Linked DNA regions of Gossypium hirsutum: regions 2 and 3 are each linked to region 1. Evidence: chromatin contacts called from public Hi-C data. All regions are on one chromosome and are shown on one strand. Each heading gives the region's core, a stretch centred on a gene start, on an enhancer-like site or on the middle of the called end of the contact. The rest is flanking DNA. Distances are from core to core; before and after follow the strand shown. Region 1 has its middle 80 kb from the start of LOC107956914. Region 2 holds the start of LOC107892301 (transcription initiation factor TFIID subunit 12). Region 3 overlaps LOC107955617.

Region 1 (3,095 bases), core at 23-2,522:
CTAATTTAGATAAAAAAAAAGTTCAGACCTCAACGTGAGAGTTTTGCTAAACTCAAGTCCCAAAGCTTTATAGCTTTTAACAGGGATGGCAATTCGAATTTCGAATTTATCCAATTCAAATTTTATGGATTCAAAGCAGATATAAATAGACCCCTTCCAATAGAATTCAAATAATCTCAATATGTATCTATTGGTTACAAAATATTTAAATTTTGTTTCTAACAAGTTTGCACCCAAGACCTCTTATACATAAAACCATGTTTTAGCTACTAATATTACTCTTAAACATTAATTATAATTTACACAAATTAATAATTAATGTATAAAAATATAATAAAAATATTTTTTTTAAAATATATATACTAATTAATAATAAAATTAAAATAACTATTTCGTCTTCTTTTAAATATCATGTAGCTTCTAAATTTTTTTTTATCTATAAACCTAAGCAAACAATGAGATGAGACCACCGTAATTCCTAAATTTTTCATTGCTTTTTTTATTATTTTATTAACTCAAGTAGTTAAATTACTTTAAAAGATTTATTTAATATTTATATAATTAAAAGAAATATTATAATATAAATTTATTTTCTAATATCACTTAATTATATTCAATACATGTTATATTATAAAAAATAGTATACATACATGTTTAAGGACATATAATATATCAATTATAACTTATGAATGTATAATAATATTATTATACAATTATAATATTATAATGTGTATTATTTTATTAATGATATGCACCTAAACGTTAAACATGTAACTCATTTTATGGTAGATTATAATATATACAATTAGCATTATATAATTAAGGTAGATTATTTAAGATTACTTACCCTATATACAATTACATTATTATAACATACATTTTTATATCAATGATATGTAAGATTAAACCCTAAACGTATTGTTATAATAGGCGTCGATAATGATAATAGAATGATCACAAAGCAATAATAAAAATAAAAATAAAAACACACAAATTTTACGTGAAAAAACTATGAGCAAAAGAGAAAAAATTCACTAATGTTAAAAACTGAATGGTACAAGATGATGTAATTCCACCAACAAGGCTGAATTAATTCTTGTCAAGGTGAAACAATTTGAAGTTGGGCCGTATTTCCATGAACTACTTCTTCTTGAGATGGCCAAAACAAAGATTGATCATTTGTGTTTACCAATTGAGTCAACTATAGGGGGCGAACCAAGTGAGTCAAAGAAGAGTTTAAAGGGCCTATGTGTGGACGTTGGGAACAAGCCCAAATTAATCATGTTCTGATTGGCCAAGACCAAGTCAAATGCTGATCCAAGAGTTGGATGAGACCCCATTGGGTTTGATTAATCATGAGACACTTTAGGAAGACTTTAAATTAAGTTTCATTTCAGTTTAACAAGTTTGTATCTTTAAATTATGCCTTGAATTATATGTCTGCATCTTTCATTGTGTCTAGCATTATCTGTTCTGCATTTAATTAAGTCATACATAAAAGCATCTCATATGTTAATTAAGTTTGTGTTTTAATTATGTGCATTATGAAAATAAGTTTACATTTTAATTAAGCCATGCATTTATGCATCTTATATGTTAATTATATTTAAGCATACGTTGGAGTTACATATTCATAAATAAATGCATGTATGTATTTATATTATGGTGATTTCTATCATAAATATGTGTTTTAAGTTAAATATTTTAGTAGAATAAGAATATGAAAATTTGTCAATGTTTAATGTCTAATTATTTATCTTGTAGGTGACTATTTATAGGACCAAGAATAACTTTTCAACTCTAATCGATTTCATTCACTTAAAGTTTATTATGGTGGCCGTTCAAATGGATCACAAGTGGCTCTTTAAAATCTTATCGATTTCATGCACTCAAGGATCATTATGGAGCCATTAAAAGAGATGAATGTCAAGCAACATAACATTCGGCCATAAGGGAGATGAAGGGACACTAAACAACACAATTATGGAACATTAAACTTTCAACAAGTGAAGAGACATGACTTTTCAACTATCTGAATCAAGTGACGAGTCATGACTTATTAGTTGCCCTTCATAAAGTTATAATCGAATTTTAAGTTGTGATAAAAGCTAATGTAGCTGCTGAATTTGAATAGTAAAATTAGGGCCTATATATATCTTATAAAAGGACAATGTTGAGGTTAGACAATTATTCTAAATATAAACTTTGTTGGTGAGATTATTATCTCATGGTTCTTCATTGAACTAAGCTAAACTTATCAAACGTTTACTAGTTTGTGGCATTCACCCAATTGTCTTATCAATTCGTTTCCCATCATGAAGTGTGGCGATTTTGCTTACCAACGTTCGAGTATTCTTTCACGTTTAAGTGGGTCATAATTTTAATATAGCTACGGTTTCTTAAAGTATTTAAGTGTTACGGGTCAAGGTTTCCACCAATTAAACCTATTCAAGACAGTCCTTCCATTCAAGCTATTTTCCAAACCCTCCAAGTTTGGAAAATCATATCACAAGAGGAGTTTCGATTATATCTATTTAAGGGTTGAAAAAACCTACGACCCTTGACCTCTCACCCCCACAGATCTCCTTATTTATTTATTCAGTAAGTGACAGGATTCGGGTCACACAAACTCTAACACGTATAGCTAAATTTATGGTAAATTATAATATATACTATTAGCATTATATAATTAGGGTAGATTATTAATGATATGTAATCCTATATACAATTATGATATTAAATGTATGCTTTTATATAATGATATGTAAGCTTAAACTCTAAATGTGGAACAAACTTTATGGTAGATTATAATATATGCAATTATAATTTATTTAGAATTCTTATGTTTAAGTCGTTAGGTACATTTAAATTGTTGTGAAGTTGTTAAGTTTAATTTGTTTGGATTTTTATTTAAGTACTTCTGTTAATTTATTTTACATTTTGAATAAACTTTATTTTGTTTTATTTTATATTATTTTTAAAATTTTAATTTTAACATAATCGAATAGTACTCAATAATTTACAGATTCATATTTTTAGACACATTTGTTAATTCAGATTTAGATACAAATATTGGACCCATTTCTATTCTTGAG
Region 2 (2,947 bases), core at 446-2,945, 700 kb after region 1:
GCCTTATTACCACCTAAAGCCTTATTCACCTTCTCCTTATATTTTCCTCCCGAAATTCCTTCATCAGCATCACCATTACTATTTCCCATCTCCCCATTTAGCTCCATAAATCTGGATCCTTACGGTTCTTTCCTAGTTTTCACCGTGTCATTAGCCCGTAAATCTATTTAACTACGTCGCGATTTCCTTTCCACCAACATCCACAGTCCGTACTTCGATCCTATCCTTCATTCTATTTTGGCGATGGCTTCGCCTAAGTTAGCAACCACTGCTTCTACATTACTTTCCTAGGTTAGATCTACCATTATTGATAGGCACAAATCTTTGACATGTCTATACTTACCACAAGAAAAACATATTGTTGGAAGTGCATCATATTCCACTCGTTAGAAGACGCCGTCGACCATAACCTGAGAAGGCAAATGCTTGTTAATGTTAATAAACACAACCAGGCGAGCAAACTGGCCTCTGGTTCTGCTATCAGTTTGAAAATCCAATTTTGCCACTTTTTCGACCAGCCCCCCGATAACCTCTATGATCTTCCGTTTGTATATAAATCCAGGGATTCTTGATGGCCGGGTTCAAGCCATCACCACATTGGGATATGGTTGTAACAGACTAAAATCTTTAGTCCAAGGTTGAATAGTAATGTACTGGCTATAAATGATCTATGATCCCTGAGTCAATACTTGATTACAATCTTCATTGTTTTGAAACTTAACAAAAAAAATTATTTTCTATGTCCATGAGATGGAATGGTTTTGTAGGTTTCCATAAGCTACTTATTTGATTATAAATAGTGTTATAACCAATGCTTTGCCTTAAAAGCTTGAGTCGACCGTCAATTCCATCTCTTTGAAGAGAATTTCTTAAATACTGTTTGAGAAGACAATTGCTGGAATCCCATTGACCATGGTCGTACTCACATCACCTTCTAGCAACTCAAAATCACTTTCATTTCCCTCGCTAGGATCATTACAAACCATACCAGAAATGACTGCTCCTCCCCTCAAAAGCTTGTCCTTCCAAGATAGATTCGGGGTCAGATAAAAGTCCACACCCACAGTAGCAATCTCCCTTTCGATTCCTTTTTTGAATCTCACTTTCGTAGTGTTCCAATCCCTGTCAGATCTGGAATCACCAAAACCTCCTTCACTGGAATTTTGCATATTTTAAGAGCTTTTTTCTTTGACTATTCTTTATGCTTTCTCGTTAATCCACTTTTTAAAATCGTTGATAAATTTTTACTTTTAACCCTTAATAAAATGGTCGAAAGAAAATTTCTAAATGATGCAAATGAGAATATTTAAGGAATTAATAATATTAATTAAATAACTTAGTAGTATCTAAAATGATGATGCCTATTTTGATGCATTAAGTGTATTAAGCAATGGTGATTAGATGCAGAATGATAGTTTGATGAACTTAATAATTGAAAATAAATCCAATAAAAGCAGATTACAATTATCCAATTTAATACAGATAATAAATAAATTTGAAGATTACAACTATCCAATCCCCATAGAAAATTTGCAGATATTATAAGCAATATTTATTACCCTTTCCTTATATTTAGTGCAAACATTTTCATTCAAACCCCGAAACAAAGAAATAGGATTAAATTGACAAATTTTATAAAATTAAGATCTAAATTTGTAGTTTAGCCGATAGCTTATTTTAATGTATGTTTTAAAAGTTCAGAGAAGAAAAAGAGAGCTCGTCTACAGTTGGTAAAACAAATCACCTTCCTCTTCAATCCTTCCATCCTTCCATCCTTGCACTCCTGATGGATCAACAGCAACCACCTCCGCCAACCCCTAATGCTCCTCCTCCTTCCTCCGCCGTCGACCCACCTCCGCAACCACAGCCGCAGCCACAAATTCAACAACAAACAACGCCAACGCCCCCGTCAACATCCTCTACCGCAATCCCTAACCCTAACCCCAACCCTATCCTGAAACCCTTACCTTCCGCCATACCACCACCGCAACAGCCGCCGCACCCTAAACCAGCTCTCCCCTCTCATCAGCCAAGACCCGCCGCTGCATTCTCGAGGCCATGGCAACAACACTCTTCCCAGTTCACTCATTTCTCTTCCTCTTCTCCTTCCGCCTCATCGCCTCCTTCCCCTTCATTTTCCTCTCAGCCGCGAGGCAGCATTGCCCTCGGTGTTCCTTCGTCCCATTCTGGCCCCTTGCCTCCTTCTCCTTCACCTTCGCAATCCACTCCGTTTACCGGTTCCTTTGGCCATTCCTTCGGTGGAACCTCTAGTTCCAATGTTTCCCAGGTTGGATTTTAAGCTTGTGGGTTATTTTCATTCACGATTTTGAGCTTTTGATGCTGAAATTTCCTCTTCTTGTGATATATATATTTTTTCATAGGCAAGGCCGATGATGCGAGGAATAGGGATCGGATCATCAGTTGGTTCAAGTTCACAAATGAGACCAGGTGGGATTTCTGCTCAGCATCAACAAAGGCCTTTGCAATCATCTCTTAGACCAACATCTTCACCAACTAGCCAGTCCGCTTCTACCCAAGTTAGTATTATTTTTAAGGATTAATGTATATTATTTCTTTTTATTAATTTAAATGACATTGATTTTTTGTCAATAATGTTCTAATGATGCTAAAAAATGTTAGTTGAATTTAAATGGTCGCAGTAATAACAGTTTTAGCATATTTTAATAGAGTTTTTAATAATGTTTTAGAATTTTAAGAATGCTTAGAACTGTTGGTTGAATCTAGAAAATACTAATCCTTTCTCCCTCACTTTTATTATTATTTTAATCTTAGTTTGAATATAGTATTGGTAGGTTGAAGTAAGCTGCTTTAAGGAGTTCGTCAAGAGAGCTAAGGTGTTATTATCTACTATATAACACATTATTGTTGCCAACAGCCTCTTGGCTTCATGACCAGATTCTTGTATTGTGTGGCATGAGAAATAGGG
Region 3 (3,204 bases), core at 592-3,091, 900 kb before region 1:
GATTTGGGCATCGTTTTAGCAGCTCCTCTACCCTTCTCCCTTTTCCCTCTCCTGAAAAATACGAAATGGTATACATATACAAACAAATATCCGGCAGGGGAAAATGTGTGCAGAATCGATTAGCTTCAGGTACTGTACCTGAAGGAAAATCAAATTGGATGACTTGATTCAATTTGTCTATGATTTTAGCTGAATCTTTGAGAGGAGGAGTTGACTCGAATAATGAATTGATCTCCTCGTGAACAGTTGCAGAATCTATTTTAATTCCCCTTGGACAAATCATCAGAAAAAAAAATCATCAATCAAAATGCAAAACAAACCCTAGTTGAATTGAACTTACAACAAAATCCAGTTGATTTGGGCTTCAAGTTGATCTGCTTTCTTTTAGATTGATTTGAACTTAAGATTGTCGAATAACCAAAAGAAAACAAAATTTGAAACCGTTGAGAAAATTTAATCTAAGAAAAGGTATTTTTGGAGGAGAAAAGAAGGGTCATTCGATGGAGAGGTTGGAATAGCCATTCGACACCTCCTCCCCTGAATGGCTATTCAGCGATTTTTAGAATGAACCTGTAATCCCCATTCGACGTTTTAAGCATTCAGCCAACCAAACGACTGTTTTCCTTTAGAGTTTTGAACCGTGTAGTAATGGAATAGCAATTCTATTGAACCAAACATAGTGTAAGGATTAGGTTGAAATAGAATTAAAATTTAGGGTATAAATTATAAATAACAGAAAATAGGCTGTTGAGGACCTAGATGAAACACGCTGAAACAAATGAGGGATTGATTGGGAAATATCCCTAGCCCTCATGCGCTGCGTTTCGTGATGGACCATACTGAAACGAACACAAAAACACGCGACAAAAATTTAAAAAAAATAAAAAAGCAAACAATGGCCACATTACAAGACGTCGCAAAAGCGGAGGAACTTCACACGCAATTATCCCATTCACCACAAAAACACGCGGATCCTCAAGGGAAATGGGTCAAGTCATGGGTCAGAGGTGAAGACAACGTTGTTTTGGCCTCTGAACCCACATATCAAAATGGCGTTGTTTACTTCTTATTACTTAAGTCAAAATTTTTTTAAAATTTCATTTTTTACCAGTTTTTTTTTTTAAAAAACTCAAAGAACCCCCCATTTTCTCTCAACTCTTTGCTAGGGTTATGAAAACCCTTCATTTCCGTTGTTTGACCGCTGTACCGCCACGGTATTCGGTGGCCGACGATGCGCCAAAATGGGCCTTTTAGCCCTGTTTCAAAAGGAGTTCGAAGGTCTAGCCTTCTTGACCCGAAAAGAACTAAAAGAAGAGATCCTCACCCCCTTTCGATCCCAACGACGGAAGAGAGACCTCCGGTAACGTAACCACGGGTGATTCCGATGAGACCTTCTTCTCTTTCCTTTTATTTATTTTATGCCTCTTTTTAGAAATAGATTTGTTCAAAAAAATAAATAAATAAAAATAAAAGGAAAACAGGAAACGAAAAGAACAACTAAAATAAAATAAAAAATCAACATTGTTAAATTTCTGCTTTTTTCTTTTTGATTTACTCGTGCGCATAAAAAATTACAAATGTGAAGAATCGAGCTTTTATAGCCGATTAAGATGACTATCCACTTTATATTTTTTGTCGTTTTTTGCTTGGTTTCTTCTACTGCTTGTGTATTGCTCTCTGTCTTGCGTGTGGATCTTTATTTTGCAAGTGTTAGAGAGGTGCTAGGCGTATGGAGGGGGTGGCATTTGAGGAGGCGGCGTGCGAGGTGGCCTAAGGGCAGACCGACCTAGGTGTGGCACACCTAGGGTTTCCCTGGGCTGAAGGTGTTTAGTTTTTGGGCTAGGATTGGTTTGGGCTTGTTGGGTTTGTTGGGTTTTAATTGTTTGGGCTGTCTGATATTGGTCTGGGTTTGGGTTAGTGATTGGGTTGATTTGTAAGTGGACTATTAATGTGCTGGATCCTTTATTATTTATTTGGGTTTTATTTTGTTTGGATGATTTGGGCCAAAATTGGCTATTACATTGTAATTTAATAATTTATTGACATCATCCATATTCATTTTACGGTCTATGTTCCGAGTTTATAGCTATTTCTCTTAATAATATTGTCAACAAAATTCGAATTTATATTCTCTTTTTAGAAATGCAATTTATCTTACTATCGCACCTAACACTTGATTGTTAATTTATTTTATTTAATCTTATAAAAATAATATAAAAAATTTATTTAAACTGATTTGATTGGAGATAGCAACAATCACTCAACTCACACCTAATGTCATCTCCATCCATATGGAACAATCACATTTTATCCAACTTGTAACTCATTAATTTTTTAAAAAAATCTTAATATAATCGACCAAAAACAATAATAAAATGAGCTTTTAGTGAAACATCAATGTAGAACTTAGATAAATAAAAACCACCCAAAACAAAAAATGAACATGATTTTTATTTAGTCATTGTCTCATTGAAAGAATGAAAGCTCAACCTTTGGGCTGTCTGCTTGGGCTTAGCCACAAAGGCCTCATAAAGTAGTTATCTTTATAAGACCTAAATGACCATTATTAGATTAATCCTGCTTTGCTTCATAAAGTAGAGATTTTAATGTCAAACTCTTCTCTCTATATAACGTACTTTATAAAAGAATCTTTGAAAAAAAAGAGACTGAAAGTATATTAAAAGGTATTTAATAATACCAATTCATCATTACATTTTGTCACAGATCTTTTATTTTTTTTTTGAAACTTTGAACTGTTTTTCTTTTTACAAAAATTCTGAATTGTAATGTTGTTCTTGATTCATGTATTCGGTCGGGGGTGTTGCATCATTGGCCTGCTTCAATATTTTATCACTCTCTCTCTGTATATTATATTCTATATTTGCGGGTTAAGCTTAATATAGATTGGGCCGTGAACCTAATTTTGAGTTATAATCCGGTCCATTATTGTATTTTTCCATTTGGAGCTGGAGAAAAAAAATTTATTTAGGTTTTAGCTCAAAACTTAATTGTTGTTTGAAGAATTATAAAATTTTTAATTTTTAATTTAATTTAGATATAACACTAATTAAGTGATAATCAATTTAAAATATTAAATTTAATTAAACATGGATATAAGGTTTAATTAAGTGATATTAATAGTAAAACAAACATACACGATTAGATTACTTTTGTTATTAGCATATCTATAATCTATAATTTATA

What was found. Hi-C and Micro-C count contacts between places; a contact is called where the count stands out from the background.
Region 2: a contact with region 1 is called in a Hi-C map of leaf, with 3 times the contacts expected there. The contact joins the promoter of LOC107892301 here to the enhancer-like site in region 1. A contact is called at or near these places in 5 of 34 Hi-C or Micro-C datasets (hypocotyl and leaf).
Region 3: a Hi-C map of leaf shows a contact between it and region 1, with 4 times the contacts expected there. The contact joins two enhancer-like sites. A contact is called at or near these places in 2 of 34 Hi-C or Micro-C datasets (hypocotyl and leaf).

The regions. Positions count from the first base shown.
Region 1 is chrA01:56,694,323-56,697,417 of Gossypium_hirsutum_v2.1, reverse strand. No RefSeq gene overlaps it. Among protein-coding and RNA genes, the nearest start is that of LOC107956914, 80 kb to the right of the region's middle. Within about 2 kb of position 1,272, at least 3 of the 9 cell types and tissues checked have an H3K27ac peak or open chromatin away from gene starts, as enhancers often do. A contact at or near this core is called in hypocotyl and leaf, where this site is marked.
Region 2 is chrA01:55,990,375-55,993,321 of Gossypium_hirsutum_v2.1, reverse strand. It overlaps LOC107892301 (transcription initiation factor TFIID subunit 12), which reads left to right and starts at 1,695. Exons shown (of 10, transcript XR_001682609.2): 1 at 1,695-2,287; 2 at 2,382-2,537.
Region 3 is chrA01:57,597,423-57,600,626 of Gossypium_hirsutum_v2.1, reverse strand. It overlaps LOC107955617, which reads right to left. Exons shown (of 6, transcript XM_041087301.1): 2 at 341-362; 3 at 139-268; 4 at 1-51. Among protein-coding and RNA genes, the nearest start is that of LOC107955617, 44 kb to the right of the region's middle. Within about 2 kb of position 1,841, at least 2 of the 9 cell types and tissues checked have an H3K27ac peak or open chromatin away from gene starts, as enhancers often do. A contact at or near this core is called in leaf, where this site is marked.